Linked DNA regions of Zea mays: all the other regions are linked to region 1. A link is a contact called in public Hi-C data. All regions are on one chromosome and are shown on one strand. The core of a region is the stretch at or near the end of the contact, and the rest is flanking DNA. Distances in the headings are between cores, read along the strand shown. Region 1 holds the start of LOC100284101. Region 2 holds the start of LOC100282013 (60S ribosomal protein L35). Region 3 holds the start of LOC100193518 (nucleotide pyrophosphatase/phosphodiesterase).

The links. A called contact is a pair of places that touch in the nucleus more often than the background predicts.
Region 2: a contact with region 1 is called in a Hi-C map of tassel, with 4 times the contacts expected there. The contact joins the promoter of LOC100282013 here to the promoter of LOC100284101 in region 1. A contact is called at or near these places in 2 of 25 Hi-C or Micro-C datasets (ear and tassel).
Region 3: a contact with region 1 is called in a Hi-C map of ear, with 2.7 times the contacts expected there. The contact joins the promoter of LOC100193518 here to the promoter of LOC100284101 in region 1. A contact is called at or near these places in 2 of 25 Hi-C or Micro-C datasets (ear and tassel).

The regions. Positions count from the first base shown.
Region 1 is chr2:80,421,579-80,424,632 of Zm-B73-REFERENCE-NAM-5.0, reverse strand. LOC100284101 reads right to left here and starts at 1,554. Exons shown (of 9, transcript NM_001156999.2): 1 at 1,339-1,554; 2 at 1,080-1,223; 3 at 599-941; 4 at 282-514. The coding sequence starts at 1,404.
Region 2 is chr2:80,000,953-80,003,922 of Zm-B73-REFERENCE-NAM-5.0, reverse strand. It overlaps LOC100282013 (60S ribosomal protein L35), which reads right to left and starts at 1,566. Exons shown (of 4, transcript NM_001154926.1): 1 at 1,400-1,566; 2 at 1,200-1,335; 3 at 948-1,104. The coding sequence starts at 1,403.
Region 3 is chr2:80,877,137-80,879,982 of Zm-B73-REFERENCE-NAM-5.0, reverse strand. LOC100193518 (nucleotide pyrophosphatase/phosphodiesterase) reads right to left here and starts at 1,252. Exons shown (of 13, transcript NM_001138630.1): 1 at 859-1,252. The coding sequence starts at 1,029. It overlaps LOC118476326 (a long non-coding RNA gene), which reads left to right. Exons shown (of 2, transcript XR_004856250.1): 1 at 1-582; 2 at 722-1,526.

The sequences.
Region 1 (3,054 bases), core at 305-2,804:
TAAGAAGGGGTAATCTTGTCCATACGGATATATGGCACCCCTCCATATGCCTGACATTAGGACCAAGTCATATCCAGGCGTAAATATTGGCATATCTCAAATATATTTAGAATTCCATCAGCAGAGGCATATTTTCTTCAATAGTAATGGTGTGTTTCAAAAAAGGTAAAATTATAATGGCACATATCTAGTTAACCAAATGCATGCACAACTTATGGTACTGATTTTATTCCATGATGTTGAGCATGATACAAGAAAATGAATGGTTTTTGAAAACTTACAATTGAAGCATATGACTTCTTTGGTGCCTCCTTCAATGGTACAGGAGGGGATGAAATTGGTGGAGCCACTGCAACATTATTTGGCACTTCATTTATGACATCAGGAACCGGCGTTTCCTCAGCAACAGGCTTCTCCACATCACTTAGCGAGTTACAAACCTCCCCGTTCAGAACTTCCTCCTTTGGATTAAGTGCAGGCTCGGCCACCTGGCACTCAGGCTGCGGCGAAGCATCTACAAACAGACAAAGAAAGAAATCGGTTCAAACACATGATCACAGCAACAAAACAGTTTGAAAGATGTTACACTGCTACGCACCCTGAGGAACAGTCGTGGCGTCTCCTCCGACAGTGCCGTTGGCCAGGATAGGGGCAGAGGTGGTCGTCTCCGCGTCCGCAGCAACCTCAGGTGCTGGCTGCTTCTCAGCCCCCTCGTCCCCTCCCCCCTCCCCAACGTAGCGCAGTATGTCGTTGAGCACAAAGTAGCCCTTCTCCTGCGGCGCGAGGAAGAAGGACTGCACGAACTGGCGGCTGACGCTGTTCCTCCCCGTAAGATGACCCATGACGAGCACGCTGACGCCGCCACAGAGCGATTCCTGCGCGTCCACCGCCTTGATCTCCGCCCGGTCGATACCCATGGACACGATCTTGTCGTTAATCGCCTGCAGAATCAGACGCGCATACACGCAATCAGAGGCACACGCCACCCCAAAACCACTCCATTGCGGTGAGAATTAGGCCTGGGGCGACCAGATCTGGTCCGCGGGGGAGTAAGAGACGCGCGTGGGCGAGGAACTTACGTCCATGGTGGTGACCGTGTCCATGCCGTCGGCACCGGTGCCGGCGGGGCGCCCGAGGCAGCTGGCCTCCTGGTAGAAGCGGTAGACGAGCTCCGGCGACTGGTGCAAGATGTTGTAGTACTGATGCACGAAGGCGTTGCCCACCTGCACATAACAAGAGGAGGGCCGCGGCCAAGCACGGTGCACGAATCGAGTCAGCGCGGATCCAGCGGGCGAGGTCGGCCCCGGCGGCGGCCGGATCGGGGGACGGTGAGCTTACCACTTGTGCCGGCGGCGGAGCTCCAGATGCCGCGGCTGCGGCAGGGGGCGGCGGCTGCGACGCCATCTTGGGAGATCGAGGGGTTAGGGTTTTGCGAGGAAGTGGGGCCGGAGCAAAAGGGGCACGTCAGGACTCGGGAGAGGAGGCGGGGCTTGTCCCTGGTGTCTCTTTTCCCGCAAAGCTGGCGAGATGAAACAGAGAGGAGAGGGAAAGGTTGATGGCGGCTGCTGCAGCGGCGGGGTTAAATAAGGGTACGGGCGCGGCGGCGGGTTGGGGCAGTGGCACGTGCGGCCAAGAGTGCTTCAGGAGCCGTGGGCCGTGGGCCGTGGCATGAAACACGGGAGAGCGGAGGCTGGACGGCCGTGATGGGGATGGGTGCGTGCGTGGGTGACGCGAGAGGCGCGGGGTTTTTCTGTTTTTGTGACAAGGGATTGTTTGGTAACTTTGTTTGTTAAAATTATAGTTTATAATACCATTGTTTAAAATATATCACGATATAACTATGATATATTTTATCTCTACTAATTCTTAAGACGGTAGTGTAGACCATGCACAACCATGCCCCCACCTATATCCCAACCGTCCATTTACGTCCACCAAATCACCACCGTCCATTTCCATCCCCGCGCAGACGCCCAGCGCGCATACGACCCCGCCCACGCGCAGCCGACCCGCAGCGCGCAGCCGCTCCCGCGCAGCGCGCATCCGACCCCGCACCGCCCACGCGCAGCCGAGCCCGCGCAGCAGCCCCCGCAGCCGAGCCCGCGCAGACGAGCTCCCGCAGCCGACCCGCCCCCGCAGCAGCCCCCGCAGACGAGCCGCCCCCGCAGCCGCGCGCAGCCGAGCCCGCATCGCGCAGCCGAGCCCGCGCAGACGAGCCCCCGCAGACGACCCGCCCCCGCAGCCGCGCGCAGCCGAGCCCGCATCGCGCAGCCGATCCCGCGCAGACGAGCCCCCACAGACGACCCGCCCCCGCGCAGCGCGCAGCAGAGTCCGCGCAGCAGCCCCCGCAGACGACCCGCCCCCGCAGCCGCGCGCAGCCGAGCCCGCATCGCGCAGCCGCCCCCGCCGATTCCCCCGCACTGCGCGACTCATCCGATATCCGCGCATTCCCATGGCGCCCCGAATCCTCATCTTCAAGCCGCGAACAAACAAATCCCGCTCCGACCGCGATCCCCACGCCGTTCTCCCCGTCAACTACCACCTCCTTAACTCTCACGCCATGGATTGCAGTGATATACCCGCCATCTGTGCCGTCAAAGAGCTCATCTCCATCACATCCCGACGTCGTCCCCATCCGTCTCGCCCCGCCCCGCAACCAAAATCCTCGTGCGATCGTGAGCCCCTTGCAGCGGCGCGGAAGATCGTGAGCCACCAGCCGACGGGATATCGGTCGCGAGCTCCGCGTAGCAGAAGCAGTGCCGATTTGCTGTCGTGGAAGCCCAACGACCTCGCCATCGCTGCCAGGTATTCCCATTGTATCATCAATTTGCTGGTATATGCATCCACCTTAATTTTATTAACACCCGTGCGATCGTGAGCCCCTTGCAGCTGCGCGGAAGATCTTGTTCAATCATCGCCGCCAGGTCCCCATACTAGCAGCGGCGCGGAAGATCGTGAGCCACCAGTCGACGGGATATCGGTCGCGAGCTCCGTGTAGCAGAAGCAGTGCCGATTTGCAGCCGTGGAAGCCCAACGACCTCGCCATCGCTGCCA
Region 2 (2,970 bases), core at 317-2,816, 420 kb after region 1:
TAATGGAGGGTATTGAAGGGGTTATAATCCCCTACTATTCAATTTTAAATAGTTAGGGATTCTAGCCCCCTCAATCCCCTTCATTTCACTTGCTCCCAAACAAGCCCTTAGACATTTCATGTTTTCTAAATACTACTATATATCTAGATGTAATGTATATCTAAGTGCATAGCAAAATCTATGTATCTTGAAAAGACAAAACATCTTATAGTTTCGAGTGGAAGGAGTGACAGTAACAATGGCAATCACAAAGAGATTCATTAAGACAAATAGCCAAGTCATCAGCTCTCATGGCATGCAAATCGACCAATCTGAGACTGACAATGGCAGCATATGATGCTGCATGGCAAATGCAATGAATCATGTTAGCATTTATTAACGAAGGACATGGATGGGAGCAGAATATCAATTATACAGTGAAGACAACACCAAGCTTAACACAAACCCCCAACCCATTGGGTCATTTAACTAAACCATAAACCTATCTCCAGTCAAGACGAACAAATATGAAAGCTATGCACAATTAGCTCTGCATGAAGATGATATCAATACAGAATCACTATCCAAACAATAACTTCATTGTGATCATTGACAGACAAAAATAGTAAACAGCAGAGGCAAGAATAGAACTGTAATCCCTGCTAGTTCTATCTGATACTGATTCAACAATCCACTTATGAAACTAACATTGCGACTATGTTTGTGAATGTCTGCATATGTCATACGAATCATCTGAACAGCTTATTGTTATTTATTAAAAGAAGCACCTTCGCACTCTACAAGATCAATTCGACAACTCAAGAGTTACAGTACAAAATCAATATTGACCATAAACTATCAGTTAGCCTCACAGCACTAGTAGAACAATCAGATAGGAGCTTCAGCATGTAAACACGACGCGTTAATGCGGACAAATTAGAGTAGACGCAAGGAACATGAGCATATACCTGGTGCTTGGTGAGGCGCCTGCGGATGGCGCGGGTCTTCTTGGGGCGGAGGTCGAGCGGGAGCAGCTTCTTCTTCTTGTACGCCTCACGCAGCGCCGACTTCTGCTTCTGCGAGATGACGGTCAGCACGCGCGCGATGGAGGTGCGCACAACCTTGCTGCAAGAGTGGAAACCACGGATCCACGATTAAGTTAAGTCCGAAGCAAAGCCAGTTTGATAAAAGAGGAACAAGGGCGAGCGCCGTCAACGCACATCTTGGAGAGCTTGTTGGGAGCCCCGCCGGTGACCTTGGCTACGCGTAGCAGGGAGAGCTCCGACTTAAACTCCTTAAGCTGCGCTTGCAGATCCGCCTTGCTCTTCCCCCGCAGCTCGTGCACCTTGATCCGGGCTGCGAACCGAAAAGAGAAAGGTCAGATGAGAGAGAACATGCGAGGAGGAGTTGAGGTGCTTACCCATCGCGATGGGGCGAGGGACGAGCGGCGGCGGCGGCGAGTGAGGATATGAAAAATGGATGGCGAAGTTTAGAAAGACGGCGGCGTGTGGATTATATGTGTCTCCTGAAACCCCGTGGGAGAACCAGGAAACCCTAGACCTGTTGTGGGCTCTAGCCGGGCCGAATGGGCCTTGACTCATGCACATTGAGTCGATAAAATGTGTGTTTTACTTCCCTACACCTCCACGCGCAAATCCTGTTGAGATTGGGGGTATCAAATCACATACAAGTCAAAATCCTCTTCAATTTTTTTCAATCTCCTTTAATCTTATGATTTTAGATCAAACGAACATGGCCTATCGGTGTAATATCATATTTCAATCGATGCTTCCACCTCGTTTAGATATTTTTAAAATGTCCTTCTGCCTTCATTTATATGTTGTTTCCACAAATAGACTGATTTCACACCTGATCAGGTGCAAACTAACATGTCGTTGTAAAAAATCGTGTAACCAAATATAAAAACGAAGGTAGGAGGACCATTTTTAAAAAATATATAATATTTAAATCAACTCGTCCATCTTCTCTAGATATTTTTAAAAACATTTACACATCTCCGTTCTTATATTGGTTTGCACGGTTTACACATCATTACCTTGATTTGCACTTGCCATTTATAAAAGAAACATATCAGGTACAAACCAACACATTGGTTCAAATCGTGCAAACCAATACAAGAATACCGAATTTTTTTTGTTTTTTAGCCATTTTGTGACAAAAAATTACATTTAGACCCCTGGAGGACTTAATTCATGATTTGGACCCGATACTCGGCGCCATAGCCTATGATGCCGAGGTAACACAACTCGGCGCCATAGGCTATGGCGGCGAGCTCTGACGTGGCGCTGGCGGACAGGGCTGATGTGGCAGCCCGCGTGCGCACCGAGATCTGACATGGCGCTGGCGATCCGTTTCCTTTCACCGCGTTTCTCTTCTCTGTTTTGCCTCACCTTGCCACCGCTTCTTCTCTCCTCTCACCGCACCGCCTCTCCTCTCACCGGACCGCCCTGCCCCCACGACCGGCCGAGGCAGCCCAGACTGCCCTCGCCGCCGCCGCGAGCTCCTCTGCGCGCCCCGCCGCCGCGAGCTCCTCCGCGCGTCGCCACCGCCGCGAGTCCACGCGCCCCGCCACCGCGCGCTTCCTCCGCGAGCTCCCCGCCACCGCGAGCCATCCGTCGCAGTCGAACGAGAGGTAATTGTTTTCATTGTTTTTATTTACTTAGTAACCGTTGAGCCTCCCCACTCGTCCAATAATCCATCCCCACGAAGAACTATTCACTAAGAACTTAGTTAATTATGAACCACTTTACCTACCACGTAATTCATAGTTACATTTTTTACAAAAGTGTATTGTTTTAAAGATATATACACCAAACATATAGAGAAATAAGGCCGACGTGAGATTTTGACTGTAATGATGTCAGAGCGTGCATCCTTCACAGATTTCACTACCTCTATTTGTGCACCAAAGTCAGCCTGTCATTATAGGAGAACGAAAGTTAGTGAGTATATAGTTAGCATATACTTGTA
Region 3 (2,846 bases), core at 3-2,502, 460 kb before region 1:
TGCGTGCGTAAAGGAAGAAGGATTGAAAGCAACGCGTCAATGCAAGAGATTTATTTAAGCTGTTCTTTTGAAAGCAAAAGTACACAGCTCGCTCCTATTTTATTTAGGAACTCTTCTCCTTGCAGAAATTAAAAACAAGTACTGTACATATATGATAGCATGGAGTCTCTCTAGTCCAAGTTTGTTGGCTGCTGGAGGCGGAGATACTGAAGGCGATATGGCCCTAATAATTTGGCACAAGTGTTTGACTCGAAATAGTTTACTGAGATGACGCCTCTCAGCAGCTCACTCCTCGTCGTCTTGGGAAGGGTCATCACGGAACCGGCATATCCGGCCATTTGGCTAGCTAATGGCTTGGCACTACGGCGTCTGCTCCAAGTGGACGCAAAAGAAGGCCCGTTGCGTTGCGCTCACGAAAGCCTGCTGCATGCAATGGAGATGGGGAGTCGTTGGTTCAATCATCTCTATGGCTGGCTGGAACTTTATATATCTAGTTAGCTTCATCCCCTTTATTTGGAGGTCCATGGTGAATGATGGATTTAGGTTCCGGCCTTTTCTCTTAGACTGATGGGACCGGAACAGGTACTATACATTGCCAAATTAATGCTCTCTCCTAGCTAGGATTCTTCCACTACCTAGCTAACTTGTCGGTTGATTTGGTCATTCTACGTACGCTCTCGTTTTTGACGACGCAATGCAAACAAAATGCCTTTTTTTCCAGCAGGCCGACGACGGACGGCACATGGAAGAATAATGCATGCACAGTTCCAAGCACGCAGATCGCGATGTTGGGGGGCGAAAAAAAGAATCAAAAGCATCATTATTAAGGGCGGCAGAGAGGCATGTGTAGCTACGTACCTTGGTTCCCAGCAGCTCCGGCGAGGCCCGCACGGCGGCGGACGCGTCGAGCGCGAAGCGGGCGCGGTGGATGGCGATGCGCGCCAGCGGCTGCACGCCGGCGTGCCCCGCGGCCACGGCGGCGAGCAGGAGCAGGCAAACCAACCGCGCCGCGCCTTCCGCCGGTCTCATGACACGATCGATGATGCTATCTTCCTTGCTTCCTTTTGGAACTAGTAGGGAGAGCACCGAGCAGCTTCCGCCGTGCGGTTTATGTATCAGCGGACGCTACGTCTACGTGTAGCGCACCCGATCGAGATGCGAGAGAACTCGAACGAGACGACGCGCGCGGGGAGTTGACTCGACGAGCGATACAGCTAGATAGCCGTGCCCAGCAGCTTCAATTCGCGAGGGCTCTCGGAGAGATTTCCGCCGCTGGCCGCGTACAGGATCTATAAAGATAAGGAAGTTATATGCTTCGGATATGGCCAGAAATTCCGCGTACGGCCGCGCCGTTTGTTTAGCTTATAATACTAATTGTTTGTACGATACGACGGTCGACTTCTCCTGGACGTTCACACCGAACCTAAGCCTATGCCTATGTGGTTGTTTGGATCTCATTACCGTGAATCGGTACTTTCAAAGACAGGTTTTACAATGAACTTTCAAATAAACATGGTTTTTAAGTAGGTGTTCTGTCAATGGTGTTCTATACCATGTTACTGTGTAATTATTTATTTGGATCACAACTACTCTCACGTGTAGCAACCACACATGTTCTTTTATCACCACCTAATCGTAAAAGCTAGCATGTTCAGCAGCTGTGGCTGCACCTGCAATCCGTAGAGATAAAATACTGTAAGAGCCACATCCGCAACCACATTAAAGTCGCAGCAAGCCGTAGCAAACAAGACAAATAATTGGTATGACACACGACGTACATGCCACATTTCTGACTATTAAAAAAATAATTTAGCTTATGCCGATTTTCAGAAATTATATTTGACTTTCGAAACTGAAGTTGAATTTTGAAACTAAAATTTTATTTGAAATTCGCAAAGGAAATAATAGAAAGACTTCCAATTTATTTGTTTGATTGAATTATTCATTCATGAATTATATATTCCTAACTTTATAAAACAACTAATATATATATATATATATATATATGAATTTTCATTGCATGCTGATATTTTCTTTGATTGAGCATTCTAATAGAATTGGAAATTCAAACTTTATTGAATCTGAATTTGAAAAAAGAACAGCAAACAGAAAATAGAAATAGAAAAGAAAGAAGGGAGAGCTCTCGGGCCTATTCTTTACCCCTGGGCCCACTCTCATCTCCTTTCCGGCATGCACACCCAGCCCAACTACCTCGCGGTCAGGTGTACTCAACCAAAATGTAAATCAAGCATTTCCTATAAGAGCAAACATTTGAGCCTATAAATTTCTATATAAAATAGTTTTTTACCTACTATTATGTCTAGAATTGGGACTTCTATTTTTTAGGAGAATAACTTAGCTGTAGGATTTTAAGGTGTAAAATCTATTTTTTTTCTTTATGAGTGAAAAGGTAGGAGTAATTAGAGTAAAGCAGTAAAAGATGAGAAAAAAGAACAAGAAAATTTTAAAAAGAATCAGAGTAGTAAGTATAAGTAGGCTAAGATTTATTTAACTTATAATACTAGCTACTTGTTTGTACGATACTATACGACGGACGGTCGACTTCTACTGGACGTTTAGACCGAACCTAAGCCTAGGTGGTTGTTTGGATCTCATGCATTATCGTGAATCGGTACTTTCAAAGACAGGTTTTACCATGAACTTTTAAATAAACATGTATTTATTTATTTGGATCACAACTACTCTCACGTGTAGCAACGACACTTTTTTTTTGCCGCCACCTACCGCCAAAGCTAAATAATCAATTGGTATATGAGAACCGACAGCACACGCCCAGATTTCTGACTATGTAAAAACAATGTAGCTTAGCTTATGCCGATTTTCAG